3 separate regions of the Mus musculus genome follow, and regions 2 and 3 are each linked to region 1. Evidence: chromatin contacts called from public HiChIP or PLAC-seq data. All regions are on one chromosome and are shown on one strand. The core of a region is the stretch at or near the end of the contact, and the rest is flanking DNA. Distances in the headings are between cores, read along the strand shown.

The links. HiChIP or PLAC-seq counts read pairs in DNA pulled down with a chosen protein or histone mark.
Region 2: an H3K27ac HiChIP or PLAC-seq map of embryonic stem cells shows a contact between it and region 1, with 9 read pairs. The contact joins the promoter of D1Pas1 here to the promoter of Gpatch2 in region 1. A contact is called at or near these places in 1 of 484 Hi-C or Micro-C datasets (embryonic stem cells) and 1 of 115 datasets of contacts at active chromatin or transcription factors (embryonic stem cells).
Region 3: an H3K4me3 HiChIP or PLAC-seq map of bone marrow-derived macrophages shows a contact between it and region 1, with 2.8 times the contacts expected there. The contact joins the enhancer-like site here to the promoter of Gpatch2 in region 1. A contact is called at or near these places in 1 of 39 promoter capture datasets (the C10 cell line), 4 of 484 Hi-C or Micro-C datasets (CD4 T cells, CD8 T cells, myeloid progenitors and 1 more), 4 of 115 datasets of contacts at active chromatin or transcription factors (CD8 T cells, bone marrow-derived macrophages, memory CD8 T cells and 1 more) and 2 of 9 other capture datasets (adipose tissue and liver).

Annotation. Positions count from the first base shown.
Region 1 is chr1:187,213,826-187,216,912 of GRCm38.p6, forward strand. It overlaps Gpatch2 (G patch domain containing 2), which reads left to right and starts at 1,686. Exons shown (of 10, transcript NM_026367.4): 1 at 1,686-1,851. The coding sequence starts at 1,799. It overlaps Spata17 (spermatogenesis associated 17), which reads right to left and starts at 1,621. Exons shown (of 10, transcript NM_028848.3): 1 at 1,345-1,621. The coding sequence starts at 1,460.
Region 2 is chr1:186,965,900-186,968,986 of GRCm38.p6, forward strand. It overlaps D1Pas1 (DNA segment, Chr 1, Pasteur Institute 1), which reads left to right and starts at 1,517. Exons shown (of 1, transcript NM_033077.3): 1 at 1,517-3,087. The coding sequence starts at 1,977.
Region 3 is chr1:187,347,130-187,350,216 of GRCm38.p6, forward strand. It overlaps Gpatch2 (G patch domain containing 2), which reads left to right. Exons shown (of 10, transcript NM_026367.4): 10 at 1,228-3,087. The coding sequence ends at 1,448. Among named protein-coding and RNA genes, the nearest start is that of Gm51737, 75 kb to the left of the region's middle. Within about 2 kb of position 1,507, at least 56 of the 459 cell types and tissues checked have an H3K27ac peak or open chromatin away from gene starts, as enhancers often do. A contact at or near this core is called in CD8 T cells, bone marrow-derived macrophages, memory CD8 T cells and 1 more, where this site is marked.

The sequences.
Region 1 (3,087 bases), core at 436-2,935:
GCCCACCTAACACATTCGGGCCCTCTGGATGCCAGCTAGCAGAAGGGAAACCAGCAGCTCAGTTTTGACTTAGAGCGAGCGCATCACAATTCCGTTCTCAATGTCTGCTCCACAATAGCATGAAGGAGTCAACTTGTCCCCACTGCACACTGAGGTCATGAACAAGCAGGAGCCTGCCACATAACTCTAAATGAATACTATATGATCTCTGAATGTTAAGTATAAGAATTCCATTGCGCAATGGCTATGCTTATTTAAAGATGATTAATTGGAAGCTTCGGTAATGTGATTATTCACTAAATAACTGTTGTAGCTATTCCATTTCAGGAAGCAAGACAGTACAGGCTGAAATAATGGTTAAACTAAGAGGCAAGAAAAAAAGCAACATTGGCCTACTTCTAGCAAGAAAATCCATAGTTTCTCACAAAAGTTACAAGATTGAATTATCACTGTAGTTGCTAGAGGTTCACGATGAAATAGCAAAACTATAGTTGAGATGTATGTTAGGATAAGAATAGCTTATCAGGACTTTCTCACACTGACTTGGTCACTGCTGGTCTGCTATAATTTATCACACTTTTTGTAATGTACTTTTTGTGATTCCTTCTAAGTTTTGAAAACCACTGGGCCATTGCTTCTAGTTTCAATGTCCCCTTTTCATGGAGAGGAAGTTTAGGTGTGGGGGGTGAGAATGCTGCCTTAGCTCTTGCCCATTTACTGTACCAATTATCTTGTCACAATGGTATAGAAACTTCACTTGGACAAATGAATCACAGATGAATTGAATTCTGTGATGTTTGTGAGATTAAGTGAAGCTCAAATTCCCATTTGGACATTGATATTCTGAATTCATGGAACTACCTGGGTAAGCCTGGTTAACGTTAATTAGGCCACTAGACCTACATTGTATAAAATAGGTTTCACCAAACCAAATTTCTCAGTGATTATTTTAAAATGTCGAAAAAAAAAAAGCCCCACAAAACAAAACAGTATTTTGAGGAAGACTCCCAAATGTTGCCCAGGGCAGCCTTGAATTTTCTGTGTTGCCCAGGCTGGACTGGACTCACAGTCATCCTCCTGCCTGTTTCCCCAGTCGGGGTTTACTTCATTTAGGGCGGCCCTTAATAATTCTCTATTCTGGGATCTTCCTTAGAGAATATTAACTTATTAATGACTTGTCAATGTATATATAATCCACTTGTGATTGATTATATATATATATATATATAAACTTCTGATCATGTTTGAATCCCCATGGGGAGAAGAAGAATTTAGAATTATTTCCTGAATTAAGTAATTTGTTAACAGTAAACATCTTCTGAGACCCCTCTCTTCACTACTCACCGGTTCCTAAAGTAGTACTGACTTTCTAGAAAGGGTGCCCGCGCCAGCAGCTTGGCTAAAGTAGCCATGTCCTTCAACTCCTGGAGTTCACCAAAATTGTTACTATTAGTCTCCATGGCAACTGGGCTGAACCAAGGTCACTTCCGACTTATCGGCCTTTCCTTTCACTCTGTTTCAGTTTCAAGCAACTGGACAGAGAAATCGGATTTGTACACGTGAGACCAGACTTGAGTCGACTCGCCCCTTTCTCCTGGAATTTCGAGCTGCTGATGGGAAGGGTCAGGGTAGGCTAAGGTGAGCGAATGGTCGCTTCCGGTTTCCGGTTTCCGCCTCCAGCCGGCTTCCGGAAGTTGCTCTCAAAATGCTGAAGTCCTGTGTGGAATTGGCCGGGGCTGCGGGAGTTGGAGTCGGTCCTCGGGCCTGAGCCTCGAGGCCGCGCTCCCGGGTGTCGTTGATGTTTGGGGCCGACGGGCGCCCAGCGATCGGAACCGCCGCCGGGAAGAGCTGGTGAGCCCGGCGGGCGGTTGGGAACGGGGCGAGCGAGCCGGCGAGCAGCTCGCGGGGCTCCGGGTCAGAGACGGCCGTGCACCAAGTTTCTTCAGGCCGCGTTCCCGTTGTCCCTGCCAAACCGGCCACATTGTACTAGATTCCGTGGTTGACAAGATCACAGAAATTCCCAGTCCCAGAAGTTTCTTAGTAGCAGAGACACCAGGCTCTTGTACTCCCTGCGCAGCTCGGTTCGTGTAAAGCCTAGAAGTTTTCCACCGCCCTGGAGGCTCTGTCCTAGTTTATGGGAAAGGGGCGTTTTCCAGTAGCCCCAGGTTGGAATTTGTCTTTAGGGTACCCTGGTCCACTGCTGTAAGTTTCCAAACTGCTTTCGCAAATCACACTTGATCTTTAATGACATCCCTGCTGTAGGAGACTCGCAGGTACAGAAAATTTAAGAGGCAAAGTTGTCCTGTGCCCCTGAGTACCAGAGATGATAGCTCAGTTTTGGATTTTCTAGTTGAAAACCCTGGTCGCCCAACCTCCACCCCCACCCCCACCCCCCGTTTGTTCCAACGCTTTTCAGAGAAACGTTAGTGTAACAAGAAAGTAGATGTCTTGCGGTCCATCTTGAAACATAAAAATCTGACCAGTAAGTCAAGAACTGTGATTTTTAAAGTTCCTGCCAGTGGGCTGTGATGTCTGATTGTTTAGCATCACCGATAACTGAAAAGTTAAAAGAATATCTTAGGTCAGATGGCTTATTTGGTTCCTCTCTAGAGACCATTTCTAACCAGTGTTGTTTTTCTTGTAGCTTTTAAGTTCTCACGATTTTCAGTTAGAATACTAGGAGAAGCTTTTTATTTTTTTTTTTTATTTTTATTTTTATTTTTTTAAAGATTTATTTATTTATTATATGTAAGTACATTGTAGCTGTCTTCAGGGATACCAGAAGAGGGAGTCAGATCTTGTTACGGATGGTTGTGAGCCACCATGTGGTTGCTGGGATTTGAACTCTGGACCTTCGGAAGAGCAGTCGGGTGCTCTAACCCACTGAGCCATCTCACCAGCCCAGGAGAAGCTTTTTAAATGAGCAATTGTAATTGTTGCACTCAGCTTGGAACAAGAGACGCAGGTCACAATGCACTAGTTTTTCTTAGCTTTGGCAGTTGTACATGTGGTAGGAACCACCACAGAAAACAAGATAAAGGAACTTCCCTACATCCTGGTGTTTCCTCTAAAGTGTACTTAATGCTT
Region 2 (3,087 bases), core at 267-2,766, 250 kb before region 1:
AAGATACAAAGGACCTAACAGTTCATATAATTCAGAGTTTCAAAGGTTAGACAGACCTCAGACTTAATGGGATCAAGGAATCACCTTTTTGTCTAAGTTTCTGATCTCTGCTCTCCTGGGTATACTGACTTCGTTTTTCAGCTGTCCATTGTGGGGTTAAAGATCCTAAAAGAACCCATGAAAACAAACATCCTTCATCCACTCTCTTCTGTACTCCATACATCATATTCAATATATAGTGTCATATTGGTCAGTCATTTTTGCCTAGATTCTAAAGCTTCTGAGAGAGAGAGAGAGACAAGCCCTATTTTCAATTAACATTTATATATGGCAGAAGCAGGATGTACAACATCTATTATGAAATAAACCAGTAAAGATCTTTTCTGTTGCAGTTATTAAACCCCTTTAAAATTTTATGTGTCTATGTATGTGCTTGCGGTTTTATATGTGACTGCTGGGGTGCCAGAAGGGGGCATCAAATTCCCCTGGAACTAACGTTAACAGCAGTTGTGAGCCACCAGATATGGGTGCTGGGAAACCAAGTCCCCTCCTCTGCAAGAGCAGCCAGTGCTCTTAAGTGCCGAGTCATCTTTCCAGATTACAAATATCTTGCACAAAAACGAGTAGCACACATTTCGCACCATCCCTTAGACTTCCAAGGGAACCCACGGTCAAAGCCACATCTTTAAACACTATTTGGCCCAAATCACCCAAGCCCTCTCTCCTTGCCCATACTAAGCAAGATGGCCAAGGTGTTTATGCAGAGCAGGAGCCCCTCCAGCAGCCCTCAACCTGCACACCAGGGAGAAGAAGAGCTGGCTACAGGAGCAGGGTCCATGTCAAGTCGCGGATCTGGGGTGAATTCCACTCAGGTTTGATCTGTGGAGTTAAGGGCTCTGAATACCCGGCACTAGGAGATGCAAGGCAGCTGGTTTCCGTGTGTCGTTTACTCTGTGAAACCAGTGCTACCACCAGTCATCAGTGCCCTTTCCATGGCCTCCAAGCGGGGTCTGGGCAATTGTGGGGTGGCCCCCTCCACCTGGTCAACAGGTTCGAGCTTTCTGTCCTTACTTGGTCTTAAGGGAAACACATTCTCCACTCCCCTTTACCTCCCCGACCCCACCCTGGCCACCAACCGCCCCTTCCCCCTACCCCGCCCCCCATTCCGAACACTGTATTCAAGCAACCGTTTCCTACTGCACAAAATGGCCACTCCACGGGACACCTGTGGCCACGTGACCCGCTGCCCTCTTGGTTTTGGGCCTCTTTCCGCCTAACTCCGGTTCCAGAAAGGCTGCCCTCGGAGAAAGCAAGAGCTAATTAAACCGGAGAACCCCCACAGCTTGGAAACGACAGGAAAAGGTGGAGCGCGGGAGAGGACAGAAGGACAAACCCCAAAACACAACAAAAAACAAACGCCATAGTGAGCAGCGGAGAGCCAAGAGGCCTGCAGGAACTTTCAAGGCCTCACTGCTAGAGGGCAGAGTTCTCGCGAGATCTTGAGGACTTCCAAGGCACGCACGGAGGAAATCGCGGATTAGAGGGAAGGTGAAGTTCAAGCCAAACAGGACAGCGGTCGGGTTGATCGACGTTCCGGGGGCTCCGGGCTGCCGTGTACATCTAACTCCATTATGAACTCAACCGAGTGCTGTTCCGCCGCTGTAAGTCTGACAGGGCGGCGGGCCCTGTGACCGCATCGCGGGCGATGGCGCGCTAGGCCTGACCAGGAAGTCTCGCGAGATTAGAAATCGGCGCGCAGGAGCTGCGGCGGGCAGAAGCCATAGCGTTAGCTTGGAGAGAGGCCGTGAGAGGGACGGGAGGCCCGCGGCGCTGGCAGAGCGGGCTTTGGGGGAATCAGGTCGGCCACTGGACGGACAGACGGACGGACGGACGCGCCGTTCACCCCACAGAGGACCTCTGAGGTGAAACCATAGCTCAGCAGAGGCAAGCCCCAGAGTTCTCCGTACTCTTCAGGGATGAGTCATGTGGCAGAGGAAGATGAGCTCGGGCTGGACCAGCAGTTGGCTGGCCTAGACCTGACGTCTCGGGACAGCCAGAGCGGGGGCAGCACAGCCAGCAAAGGGCGCTACATCCCCCCTCACCTGCGGAACCGGGAGGCCGCGAAGGCGTTCTACGACAAAGACGGCTCACGGTGGAGTAAAGACAAGGATGCCTACAGCAGCTTCGGGTCCCGCAGCGACACGAGAGCCAAGTCCAGTTTCTTCAGTGACCGCGGCGGAAGCGGCTCCAGGGGAAGGTTTGACGAGCGCGGGCGGAGTGACTACGAGAGTGTTGGCAGCCGGGGAGGTAGAAGTGGCTTTGGCAAATTTGAGCGGGGCGGGAACAGTCGCTGGTGTGACAAAGCAGACGAGGATGACTGGTCGAAACCGCTCCCACCAAGCGAACGCTTGGAACAGGAACTCTTTTCCGGAGGCAACACTGGGATTAACTTTGAGAAATATGATGACATCCCGGTTGAGGCGACAGGGAATAACTGCCCTCCACATATTGAAAGTTTCAGCGATGTCGAGATGGGAGAGATTATTATGGGAAACATCGAGCTCACTCGTTACACACGCCCAACTCCTGTGCAAAAGCATGCTATTCCTATTATCAAGGAGAAAAGAGACTTGATGGCTTGTGCCCAAACGGGGTCTGGAAAAACAGCAGCTTTTCTTCTACCTATCTTGAGTCAGATCTATACGGATGGTCCAGGTGAGGCTTTGAGGGCCATGAAGGAGAATGGAAAGTATGGGCGTCGCAAACAGTATCCAATCTCCTTGGTCTTGGCTCCGACCAGAGAATTGGCCGTGCAGATCTATGAGGAGGCCAGGAAATTCTCATACCGCTCTCGAGTTCGTCCTTGTGTGGTTTATGGTGGAGCTGATATTGGGCAGCAGATTCGAGACTTGGAACGTGGCTGTCACTTGTTAGTAGCTACTCCAGGACGGCTAGTAGATATGATGGAGAGAGGAAAGATTGGACTGGACTTCTGCAAATACTTGGTGTTAGATGAAGCAGATCGAATGTTGGACATGGGCTTTGAGCCTCAGATACGAAGAATAGTTGAGCAAGACACCATGCCTC
Region 3 (3,087 bases), core at 257-2,756, 130 kb after region 1:
CTGATATGTCTTATTCACTAGGAAGTACATGCCGAAGGACACATGCAAATGGATGCGCACAGTTTAAAGAACGGTAACAAATTGCACCCGTGCAACCCCACCCACACCAGCACTAGGAGAGTGCTATGTCTGGAGCTCTTGGGTACTTGTTATTGTCTCTGTCCATGCTTGGGGATTCTCCTGTTGCTCTGAGGAGGCTCTCTGAAGAGTAGCACAGAGTCCTAGCTTTCTTGTGGTGGTAGAAGGGTACAAGCCAGGGACGTTGCTATCGCTGTCCTCAGTTCAGGGATGAAAACCCTCAGTGGATGTGGAAGGCTGCTGTCAGAGCTGAGGTAAGGAGTGCCATCTTATGAGTGACCATTGAGAGGGTTAAGTGGCCATTTTAGCCTCTGTCCACACTCCAGAACAGAGACGCCCCAGACCCAGGGACTGAGCTGGGCCACCACAGGCATTGTGTGGGTCTGTGAAGAAAGAGAGACCTTTGTCCTTCAGGTCTCAGGAGGGACCGTAATGAGCTCTTCAGTGTTCTTCTGTGTTGTTCCTGTGTTAGCTGCTTCTAAAGCCATGAAAACACGGACCTGTAAGGAGAAAGTGGCAGGCTGAATATAAAGGAGAAGAGAGTCAAGACTGTATTCTGGGTTGGGGAGATAAGCATGAGGGCCTGACTTCAGAACTCTAGCCCCCGTGTTAACGCTCAGTGCTACAGAGTGGATTGTAATTCCTGGGCTGGGCACAGACAGAGGAGTCCAGGGTCTCCATGGCCTGGGGCCTACACGGCCACTGAGCTCCAGGCTAAGTCAAAGATGCTGTCTCACAAAGTCAAATGGAGAATGCCAGAGGAAGACCTCTGAGGCTCGCACACCCACATACATGGATAAGTTGTGCATGCATAACTGTAAATTTATAGGAATTCAGGGTACAGCCAGTTATGTTTTGGGTTTGTTTGGTTCAGTTTCATTACATTCGGGGTCTGGGGCAAATGTGAGATATTGCAGGATAAGTTGTATTTTTACCACAGCCCACACATCAATGAAAACCCACCCAAGTATAGAGTGCTTCCTGGTTTGCTGACCGCCTTTGCAGACATGAGCTTCTCCGAGCTTGTGGTTTTGTGTGCGGCAGGCAGTGGACTCTGTAGGATGCCTGTGTGGTGGGTGAGGAAACAGGGATCAGGCTGCTCAGCCCGGGGTAGGTCTTCACTGCTGGGTTTTCATGTTCTCATTTCAGGAATTGTGGGTGAGAACGCCCAGCCGATCCTAGAGAGCAACATCGGGAACCGCATGCTTCAGAGTATGGGATGGACACCCGGGTCAGGCCTCGGGCGAGATGGCAGAGGGATCGCGGAGCCAGTTCAAGCCGTTCAGAGGCCGAAAGGGTTAGGACTTGGATTTCCTCTACCAAAAAGCTCCCCCACCAGCCCTGCCCCCACATCAGGAAACCCTGCCTGAGCAGAGAGAGAACCTGCGGTTTCTGTTGCTGTGCCCCATTGTTATAACATGATCGTAGTGTGTACTGGTTTGAAGCCGACCTCTGACGTTGCCTCCAGCTAGCTTCCAGGCTGCATAGCGTCCCGCCAGTGATAGAAATGGGATTCCATCACAACTCACGGTGCTCAAGTACGAACCTCAACCCTTCACGTGTTTCCTCGGTTTCCAGCAGTTTCTAGACATGAAGAATAGTTGGTCTCTTATTTATTGTGATCCTAGACGTCAGTTCTTTCTGCTGCCTTGCTCCATCCGTGCGTGTACGTGATGCTCAGACACAGTGGAGCACACCCAGTGGGTCTGAGGATCACATTCTTATGATGCCGACACTAAGTAGTGTGGTCCTCCTCTCTCCCACGTGCTCCCTCTCCCACATGCAGGGAGTCCTAAGCATGTCCGGGAAGGCTTGCTTAGTGAGCTCACTTCCCTTTGCTTTGGCTCTGATGAGGGTTTGTAACTGGGATGCCGTTAACTGTTTTCAGCAGTGTAGCATAAATTCACAGTGGGATGTTTGGCAAGAGCTAACGCCGTTGTCGTCATCGTCGTCATGAGAGCACTGTCAGCATCACTCCAGTGCAGAGCTTACACACCTTACCTCATTTAGGACGTAAAGTCATCGCTAAAAGAAAATGTATTTTTAAAGTCATCCTGACTGACCTGCAAACCCTGCCCTCCATATGTCTACCTCTCCCCAAAGGCTGGGGTTAAGGATCAGCTCCAAGAGGAAGAAGAGTGGCCTGCTCAGGGTTTAGTCACTGAAGTAAATTAGTAAACTCCTGAGTCAGTTTGTTTGAAGATATAAATAGCTTTTCCCAAAACTGAGCTAACTGGCCTAACCCACTTACCAAGTACAGAAGGAACAGAGGGACCAGGCATTCTGATACTAAACACTTAGTTTAAAATTAAGCGAAACACTATGTTCCTTCCATTCCATTCTGTCGTTCTCTCCATAAGGTCAGAAATTCTAAGTTGTTCTTTGTTCAGAAAATACTGATTTATTCTAATGTTCATTAAAAAACCCTAATTATTATTACTTAGAATGGCTCCTTTGCTTCAGAAAAGGTTATGAGAACCCATACTAGTGTATGCTTGAACAAAGCAGTATGAACTTCAATTTTGTAAATTGAAAAAGAAATTAAAATATTTAAGGCAATAGAAAAGGTTTCAGCAGGTTAACAGACCTTTCCACGTATGGTCCTCTATAAAAAATGCAGACTCTGTAGTCTGGCAAACATCTGCATTTCTTCTAGGAACTGTCTTTCCTGAGAAGTGGCCGTGGTAAGAAGTGGGCTGGCCAGGACACAAGTGGACCCCGTTTGTGCCTCACGGAACACTTGTGTTGGGGAAAGCATTGCTGCTGGAACAAGCTCGTGACTAGTAAACTGCCATTTTTAATAGCTGTCTTTCTAAACGCTTACCATATTCACGTAGGAGGGAAGATCGAAGAGACTAACCGTGTACTGGACTCAAGGGTCTTTTCCAAACTTGTTTGCTCTTCTTTGAGTTTCATTTCTTGATGGTCTTGTAAAGCCCTAGGAGGGGACTTTTAAATATAAGCTCAATTTCAAGCCAGCGAGAAACAGTGAGGCCACTGAACGCTTGG